2 separate regions of the Pan troglodytes genome follow, and region 2 is linked to region 1. The links are chromatin contacts, called in public HiChIP or PLAC-seq maps. All regions are on one chromosome and are shown on one strand. Each heading gives the region's core, a stretch centred on a gene start, on an enhancer-like site or on the middle of the called end of the contact. The rest is flanking DNA. Distances are from core to core; before and after follow the strand shown. Region 1 holds the start of MICOS10 (mitochondrial contact site and cristae organizing system subunit 10). Region 2 holds the start of AKR7A2 (aldo-keto reductase family 7 member A2).

Region 1 (3,743 bases), core at 755-3,254:
GTGGTGGTGGGCGCCTGTAATCCCAGCTATTTTGGAGGCTGAGGCAGAAGAATTGCTCGAACCCAGTAGGCAGAGGTTGCAGTGAGCCGAGATCGCGCCACTGCACTCCAGCCTGGGTGACAGAGCGCGACTCTCTCTCAATAAATAAATAAACAAATAAATAGGTGAATAAATTCAATTCAGTTCAACAAATATTTCATAGAAGACCCTACTATCCAAGGCATTGTGCTCTGACTGGAAGTAGGAAGACGAAGGGGCAACTTCTAGTTCTACTAGCAGATAATATCTACAACCAGATGTTTCAGTACTAGATAGAGAAATCAATGTGGGTAGGCAGAGTAGTGGGACAATGAGAAGGGGAAGGCAGCTCTAAGCTCTATCTGACTAGGCTTCCTAGAATCAGTGCAGTGTTGAAGCTTGGATAGATCCAGTGTATGAATGGGAGTCATTGACAGCTTTTTTTTTTTTTTCTTTTGTGATAGGGTATCACTCTGATGCCCAGGCTGGAGTGCAGTGGCATGAACATGGCTCAGTGTAGCCTCCACTTCCCAGGCTCAAGTGATCCTCCCACCTCAGCCTCCTAAGTAGCTGGGACTAAAGGCACACATCACATTAGCCTGGCTAATTTTTTAAATTTTTTGTAGAGACAGGAATCTCACTATGCTGCCTAGGCTGGTCCTGAACTACTGGCCTCAAACAATCCTCCCGCCTCAGCCTCCCAGAGTGTTGGGATTACAGGTGTGAGCCACTGCTCTCGGCCTTCATTGACAGCTTCTAATCAGAGGCATAACGTGGTCAGATTTCTATTTGTTGGTAGGATGGAAGACTAAAATCAATGACACTAGCCAGTAGGCTGGATATACAATCTCTCTTGATAGCTGTGGGCATTTGGTTTCAGGATCTCGCAGTTACCAAAATGCAGGATGCTCAAGTCCCATATATAAAATGGCGTGGTATTTGCATACAACCTACACACATGCTCACATATCCTTTTTTAAAATTTTTTTTTTTTAAGAGATGAAGTCGAACTCCTAGTCTCAAGCAATCCTCCCATCTCAGCCTCCCAAGTAGCTGGGACTACGGTCGCATGCCACTGTGCTGGCTCCCATATACTTTAAATCATCTCTAGGTTACTTATAATACCTAATACAATGTAAATCCTAGGTAAATAGTTGTACTGTATTTTAAATTTTGCATTATTTTTTATTTGATTCAAAAATGTTTCTGGTCCATGGTTGGTTAAATCCATGGATGCAAAACCCACAGATACAGAGGGCACCCTGTGTATGTATGTGTATGTGTGTGTGTGTGTGTGTGGGTGGGTGTGTAAATATATACATGGATAGGAGGCCTGAGGTAGACGTTTTACCTGGAGATATAATTTGGCAGTGTTTGCAATTACTCAGGGAGAGTCTGTACAGTGAAAAGAGAATTGATGGAAGCTTGCGAACCAACAGTCCTTAAACAGCTGGCAGAGAAAAGGCCGCCCTGGAGGAAACCAACAGACAACAGCAGATGGGGAGAAGAGGAAAGAGTGGCGTTACCGGGAGTGAAACGAATAGAGGAGCCAGGGAGGATCAGAGGGAGGGAAAATTGTGTGGAATGCGGTACAGAGGTCAGAAAAGCGTCCATTTGATTTGGCGGTAGGTAATCTTTCCCAGAGCAGTTTCGGTGTTAGTGGTTCAGGCGGGAATTCCAATGCAAGAAACCAGTGAACGAATGAGAGAGTGAGTAGGGAAAGTGAAGGTGAGTACGTTAATGAATGAATAAATCAAGTCTGTACCCTCTCTTGCCCGGGGGATTTCCAGGGCCAATGTCGCACTTTGGTGCGGAGGAAAGGCCTGGTCACGGCTTGGGGTGACGCCTAGGAAACTGTCAGCCTCGCAACCCATAGGCGCAGCCCCAAGGTCAGGGTCACCTCGAGCCTCCAGGCAACTCGTCACCTTGACGACCAACTGAAAAAACCGGAAGGGATGGAAGCAGCGGATCATCTCGCGATATCTGGAGCGTCTGCGCCGGCCTTCCTGACCTGGGACTTCTTTCCAGCTCTCGCGAGACTTTCAGGGGTCGGAGCGCGGGGGCCGGCCGAGAGGAAAGCTGGAGGCGCGGGTGGGGAACATGTCTGAGTCGGAGCTCGGCAGGAAGTGGGACCGGTGCCTGGCGGATGCGGTCGTGAAGATAGGTAAGGGGCTTTTCGCCCCAGCAGGCCCGGCCGGTGCAGAGCTGCTGGCTCCAGGCTGCGCTGCCCAGGAGGAAGGAAGGGAAGCCCCATGGGAGGTCAGGCCTCTCGGCCTTTTCCGGCCCCTCCGGCCAGGGCGAGCCGCCCGGGCCCCGGCGGGAGGTCACTCGGGCGGCGGGCACAGACCCGAGGAGCCGGAGCAGCAGCCCGTGTGCGGGGTGGAGTTGCAGCCCGGAGGAGGTGGTCGGGGTTGGCAGGTGGCAGGAGAGTCGCAGAGCTCTTGAGTGGAAGACAGTGTCGGGGCACACCCTCGTGCCGGAGCCGCGGGGTTCTCCTCCCGGGTGGTGCATCCCCCGGCACGCGGCGGGGAACCGGCTCAGGAGGCCACGCTGCTCCCCGGCGGAAACCAAAGTGCCTTCTGGAGAAGGTCACCTGGAGCATTTCATAGACACCGCCAGGCCCTGATGCGAGTTGCTGTCATTCCCGACTTGCCACCTGATTTATTTGAATCAGAGTAGTCTGGGGCCTGAACTTAGAGGGGTGATGATCTGGAATGAGAATTGCGCTGGAAAGTAAGAAGTTGTTCACGTTAAGTTTTTCTGCGTAGTCCTTTAACACGTGCTCAGTGACGGCACAAATTATGAAGTCACTGTATGGTGGGGAGGAGAAAGGAAACTCGTTTATTGAGCGTATATTGTCTTCATTGTGCGAAATAATCTTTTTACAGGCCGTGAAATGGAGAGTCAGGTGAAGGAATTTGCCCACGGTCACAGCTAACAAATGGCAAAATTAGGGATTTTACCCAGGTTTTCTGGGGTCAAGTCCCATGTTCCTTCTTCGATGCTAATTTTTGTTACCCAAATGTGATATTTTTGTGTGGTAATGTTAGGGTATTTAAGAGGATTTAGGATCGTGTCTTTGAATGAAAACATTGAGGAATAAGATTGTAAGCTCCATGAGAGCAGGGATGTTTTCTGGTTTAGTCACTGCCCCATCCGCAGCCCCTAAAAGAGTGCTTAATAAAAATTGTTGAGAGTGAGTAAATAAATGAAACAGTTTATCAGTTACCATTTCACCTCTGAATTCAGCACTTACAGTCAAGTGATTTGGGGCAAGTTATTTAACTTTTCTGTGCCTGATTCCTATTTGGAAATCGGCAGTAATAATTATTACTATCTCATAGAGTCGTTGGGAGGATTAAATGAGTTAGTTTGTGTAAAGGCTTGAATATGGATCACTTAGGAATGGGTTATTTTGGAAGCGACTAAACAGTCACTTTTGTTTTGTTACTGTTAACAGCTTGCAGTTCAGAGAGAAGACTTAACACCTAGCTATGAAATGACCAAAGTAGTTACTAGGCAATGTCATATAGTTAAGAAAGAGCTTTGAGCTGGGCGAAGTGGCTCAGGCCTGTAATCCCAGCACTTTGGGAGGCCGAGGCGGGAGGATCGCCTGAGATCAGGAGTTGGAGACCAGCCTGGGAAACAAAGTGAGACCCTTCCCTTAAAAAAAAAAAAAGAAGAAGGGGCTTTGGAGGTAGACAGAGCTGAGTTCGAATCATCCA
Region 2 (3,743 bases), core at 515-3,014, 280 kb before region 1:
GCAGATCACTTGAGGTCAGGAGTTGGAGACCAGCCTGGCCAATATGGTGAAACCCCATCTCTATTAAAAATACAACAATTAGCTGGGCATGGTGGTGTGCACCTGTAATCCCAGTTACTTGGGAGGCTGAGGCAGAGGTTGCAGTGAGCTGAGATCGTGCCATTGCACTCCACCCTGGGTGACAGAGCAAGATTCCGTCTCAAATAATAATGATAACAACAACAACAACATGCAGCCAGGTGAACTAGAAACAGCGTGGGCCTGAGATTCACATTCGCCCTCTTTTCCCCCCTGACCCCCCACGCGCTATGACTCAGGAGGACCCAGAGAGAACCTCTCCTCAGGGGTGGGGAGCAAGAGCCTCGGGATAGTCCAGTGGGTGAAGCATGGTAAGGGTAACAGCCCACGTTCCCTGGGCCCTCACTGAGTGCCAGGCACCCTCCCAAGGGCTATCAAGGGCACCAGGCTCACGAGGGACAGTCCCCTCCATCCTCTGCTCAAGCCCCACCTGCCCAGTGGCCTTCCTTTCACACATCACGCACATTGCATTTCCAAACCAAGTCTTTGCACAGACTCTAATGCTCCTTTCTCTTGTTCTCCTCCAACCTACCATTGAACCTTTAAGGCTGAGCTCCATCCAGCATTTGCTGAGCCTTCCCTAGTGCCTCTCCCCGGCCTGCAGCTCCCCAAAGTACTCTCTCTTCTGGGCTCTCCAGCAATCATTACCTCAATCTTCCTCATTAGACTCTGAACTCCCTGTGGAGGGCTGGAATCACTTTCCCTCCTATGGCCCCAAGTCAAAGCCTGGCATAGAGTGGATAGAAAGTCCCTACACCCTCACCTGTCCGCACTCCCTAACACTCCTACTCTCCCAGCCAGCCTTACGGCATCGCCACAGTTCTCCCTGAGAGAGGCAGAGGTGCTGCCAGCTGCACAGGTCAAATTCTAGTGGTTAAGAAAAGGCCAGGATGAGAAAAGGGTGCCCAGGGTGTGCATGCGTGATGATGGTAACGAAGGGGTAGAGAAAAGGGGGAGAGCCTGGGTGGGGACCGGTTGTGGGCGCCTGGCAGGTTTGGAGGCGGGGGCATCAGTGGAGGTGGGAAGCGATGGGCCAGACCAGGCTGGGGGAGACTCTCGCGCTGCAACTCCCAGGGGAAGGAGAGTGGGGGAAAGGAGTCAGGGCAAAGCACTGTCTAGTTGTCCTGGGGTTCCCAGAGCTGCGGGGTGGACCTGGGGTGGGAAGCGAGGGACGAATCCGTCGGTGCTGCCCGCGGCCGGGCCCGAGCGGGGTGGTGCACGGCTAGGGACGGGCTCAGCTCTACACGATGCATGGGGAGGATCTGCGGCTACTGTTACCTCTGCAGTCGCCACCGCCCAGCCCGAGCCCCAGGCCGCCCAGGATGGTCTCGGACTGGCCGTCGCTGTACATGAAGGCCGTGTCCAGTTCGGTGTGGCCGCGCTCCAGAAAGGCGCGCACGGCCGCGGCGCTGGCGGGCGCGTCCATTCGGCGCCCCATCTCCATGGTGCCCAGCACCGAAGCGACCCGCGGTGGCGGTGGCCGGGACATGGCGAGCGCGCGGGCCTCGGGCGGCGGAGAGCGAAGCGCGCAGTGGACGGCGGCGCGGGAGACTACGCCAGACGCGGCACTCAGCATAGCAGCGGCGCCTGCGCGTTGGGAGCCGGGGGGCCCCGCCCATGCCGGGGAGGAGCGCGGAGGCAGTTGGGGCGGGGACAACAGGCGTGGCCCCAGCGGCGCCTCCAGGCCCGGTCAGCCCAGCGCGCGGCGTGGGGGCGGGGCCTGCGGTTCCCGCGGGGGCGGTGGCGCGCGGTCAGCTGACCCGGCGGGCCTTGACCCAGAAGCTGGGCCCTGGCGGCGGATCTGGACGTGGTGAGCCGGACCGGGGGCAGGTGGCAAACTCCACGGCTGGGGGTCGGGGCTCCTGGGCTTCCCTGCCACATCCTTCCAGCCCTCTCCTCCGGCCGCTGGACTGTCCCGGCTCCTGCGCCCTCCTTGTGGCGCGATATCGTGGGACGAGGCTCCGGGCCGGGACTGGGTGGCCCTCGGGAATCCGCAGCCAGTGGCCCCCCACCTCAAAGGCGACCAGCGCGGCCTCTCGAGCTGGCCTGGCCAGGAGTTGCCCTGCCCCGGCCGACCGGCCCCTTGGCATCTGATGGCTTCGTTTTTCCCGGGCCGGCCGGGCGAGGGGCCCTCGCGGCGCTGGCCCCAGCAGCTGTCCTATCATTATCCCTCCAAACAGGCGGCCCGCGCCGGGCTGAGTCACCAGGAGGGAGCTGTGGCCGAGGACGCCGAGGCCTGGAGTGGGTGGTAGCCCCGAGCTGGGACGCTCCTCCCTCCACAATCTCCCCAGGTCTGCAGGGACCGAGGGCCTGCCTACACTGCCTCCTCCCACGCCGTGCTTAGGGTAGGTTTCCAAACGTGTAAATGGAGAGTCTGAGTCTGGAAGTGTGAGGGGTCCCGGGCCTGGGTCACAGGTCATGTCTAATCAACGCTTACTGAAGGCGCCTGTGTGCCCGGACGCTGGAGGGGCTACAATGAGAACAAATAATAGTCATTTTGGGCTGTTGGTGTTGAGTGCCAGTGCCAGGCACCCTTGTAATCGCTTGGCCTGGATTGTCTCATTTAACTCTGCAGTCAGCCTAGGTGGTGGGTATTGCATTATTCCCCTACTTTTCAGATGAGAACTACGAAGCTCAATCACTTGAGTTCCAGACTGGTAGGCATCGGGCAGGTCTGTTCCAGAGTGCTTTTCTCCTCAACCCTGGGCTGTTCGAGCTCACAGCTTTCTCCCCTTCCTTTCTCCTTTCCTTCCTCTTCTCTCTCTTCCACCCTTTCTCCTTTCCTCACCCGTTTCCTCTCTTCTTCACTCTGTCCTTCTCTCTACCTCTCTCTTTGTCTCACTGTCTCTCAACATTTGCTGAACCTCTAGGTGTGTTTACACCTGGAGAATAAGAAATGCACAACCCAGGGTGGGGAGAGTACGTTTCAAAGACAGTGGTCGCAGAGGACGGTGGTAGCGTTCTTCAGGTGTGTGGACAAGGGGAGAGGAGGAGGTGGAAGGTCCTGTCCAGCCAGCTCTCATGGGGCATCTTTGAAAGGGCAGTTTAGAAGTGAGTCTTCTTATCTCATGACTAGGCCCTTGAAGGGGAGCAGGACACTTCTAGGGGAAGAGATGGCACGTGCAGAAGCCTGGAGACCTGAAATGACTGAAGACGTGGGTCAGGAGGCAGGAGATAAGGTTGGGAGGGCAGTTCTTGGAGTAACTTGAGGCCTAGCCTCAGGTAATTTGGACTTCATCCTGTAGACAAAGGTGGACACATGATTGGCTGTGATCATGTGCCCGAAGCATCCCTGACTCAGCTTGGGATCAGGGAGAGGAATTTGGGTGTGGCAGGAGATGTCATCTCCAGCCCAGCCTTTCTCAAAGTGCACTAGATGGAGCAGAATCGCTGGAGGGCTTCTTAAACCCAGAATCTCTAAGTTCCAGCCCAGGTGCACTGACTCCAGATTTTGAACATGCACCCCCCAAGGGTGATTCCAGGGTACCACTTCTGGGGTCCTTCCCATCCCTGAAGATGAGGTCAAGCTCCATTGCAACCTTGGACATCCATTTGCTCAGTGCTGTTTGAACAGGAAGTGGGCCCATGCCTGGCTTCTAGGTGACAGGAACTACACAGGATGGCCCTCAGAGCCAGGCCCTTCTGTTCAGGGATCAGGTGTGTCT

The links. HiChIP or PLAC-seq counts read pairs in DNA pulled down with a chosen protein or histone mark.
Region 2: an H3K4me3 HiChIP or PLAC-seq map of stem cell-derived excitatory neurons shows a contact between it and region 1, with 2.6 times the contacts expected there. The contact joins the promoter of AKR7A2 here to the promoter of MICOS10 in region 1. A contact is called at or near these places in 1 of 1 datasets of contacts at active chromatin or transcription factors (stem cell-derived excitatory neurons) and 1 of 1 other capture datasets (stem cell-derived neural stem cells).

Annotation. Positions count from the first base shown.
Region 1 is chr1:211,604,918-211,608,660 of NHGRI_mPanTro3-v2.0_pri, reverse strand. It overlaps MICOS10 (mitochondrial contact site and cristae organizing system subunit 10), which reads left to right and starts at 2,004. Exons shown (of 4, transcript XM_009449727.4): 1 at 2,004-2,182. The coding sequence starts at 2,119.
Region 2 is chr1:211,885,621-211,889,363 of NHGRI_mPanTro3-v2.0_pri, reverse strand. It overlaps AKR7A2 (aldo-keto reductase family 7 member A2), which reads right to left and starts at 1,764. Exons shown (of 7, transcript XM_001163068.7): 1 at 1,357-1,764. The coding sequence starts at 1,654. It overlaps SLC66A1 (solute carrier family 66 member 1), which reads left to right and starts at 1,800. Exons shown (of 8, transcript XM_054680171.1): 1 at 1,800-1,888.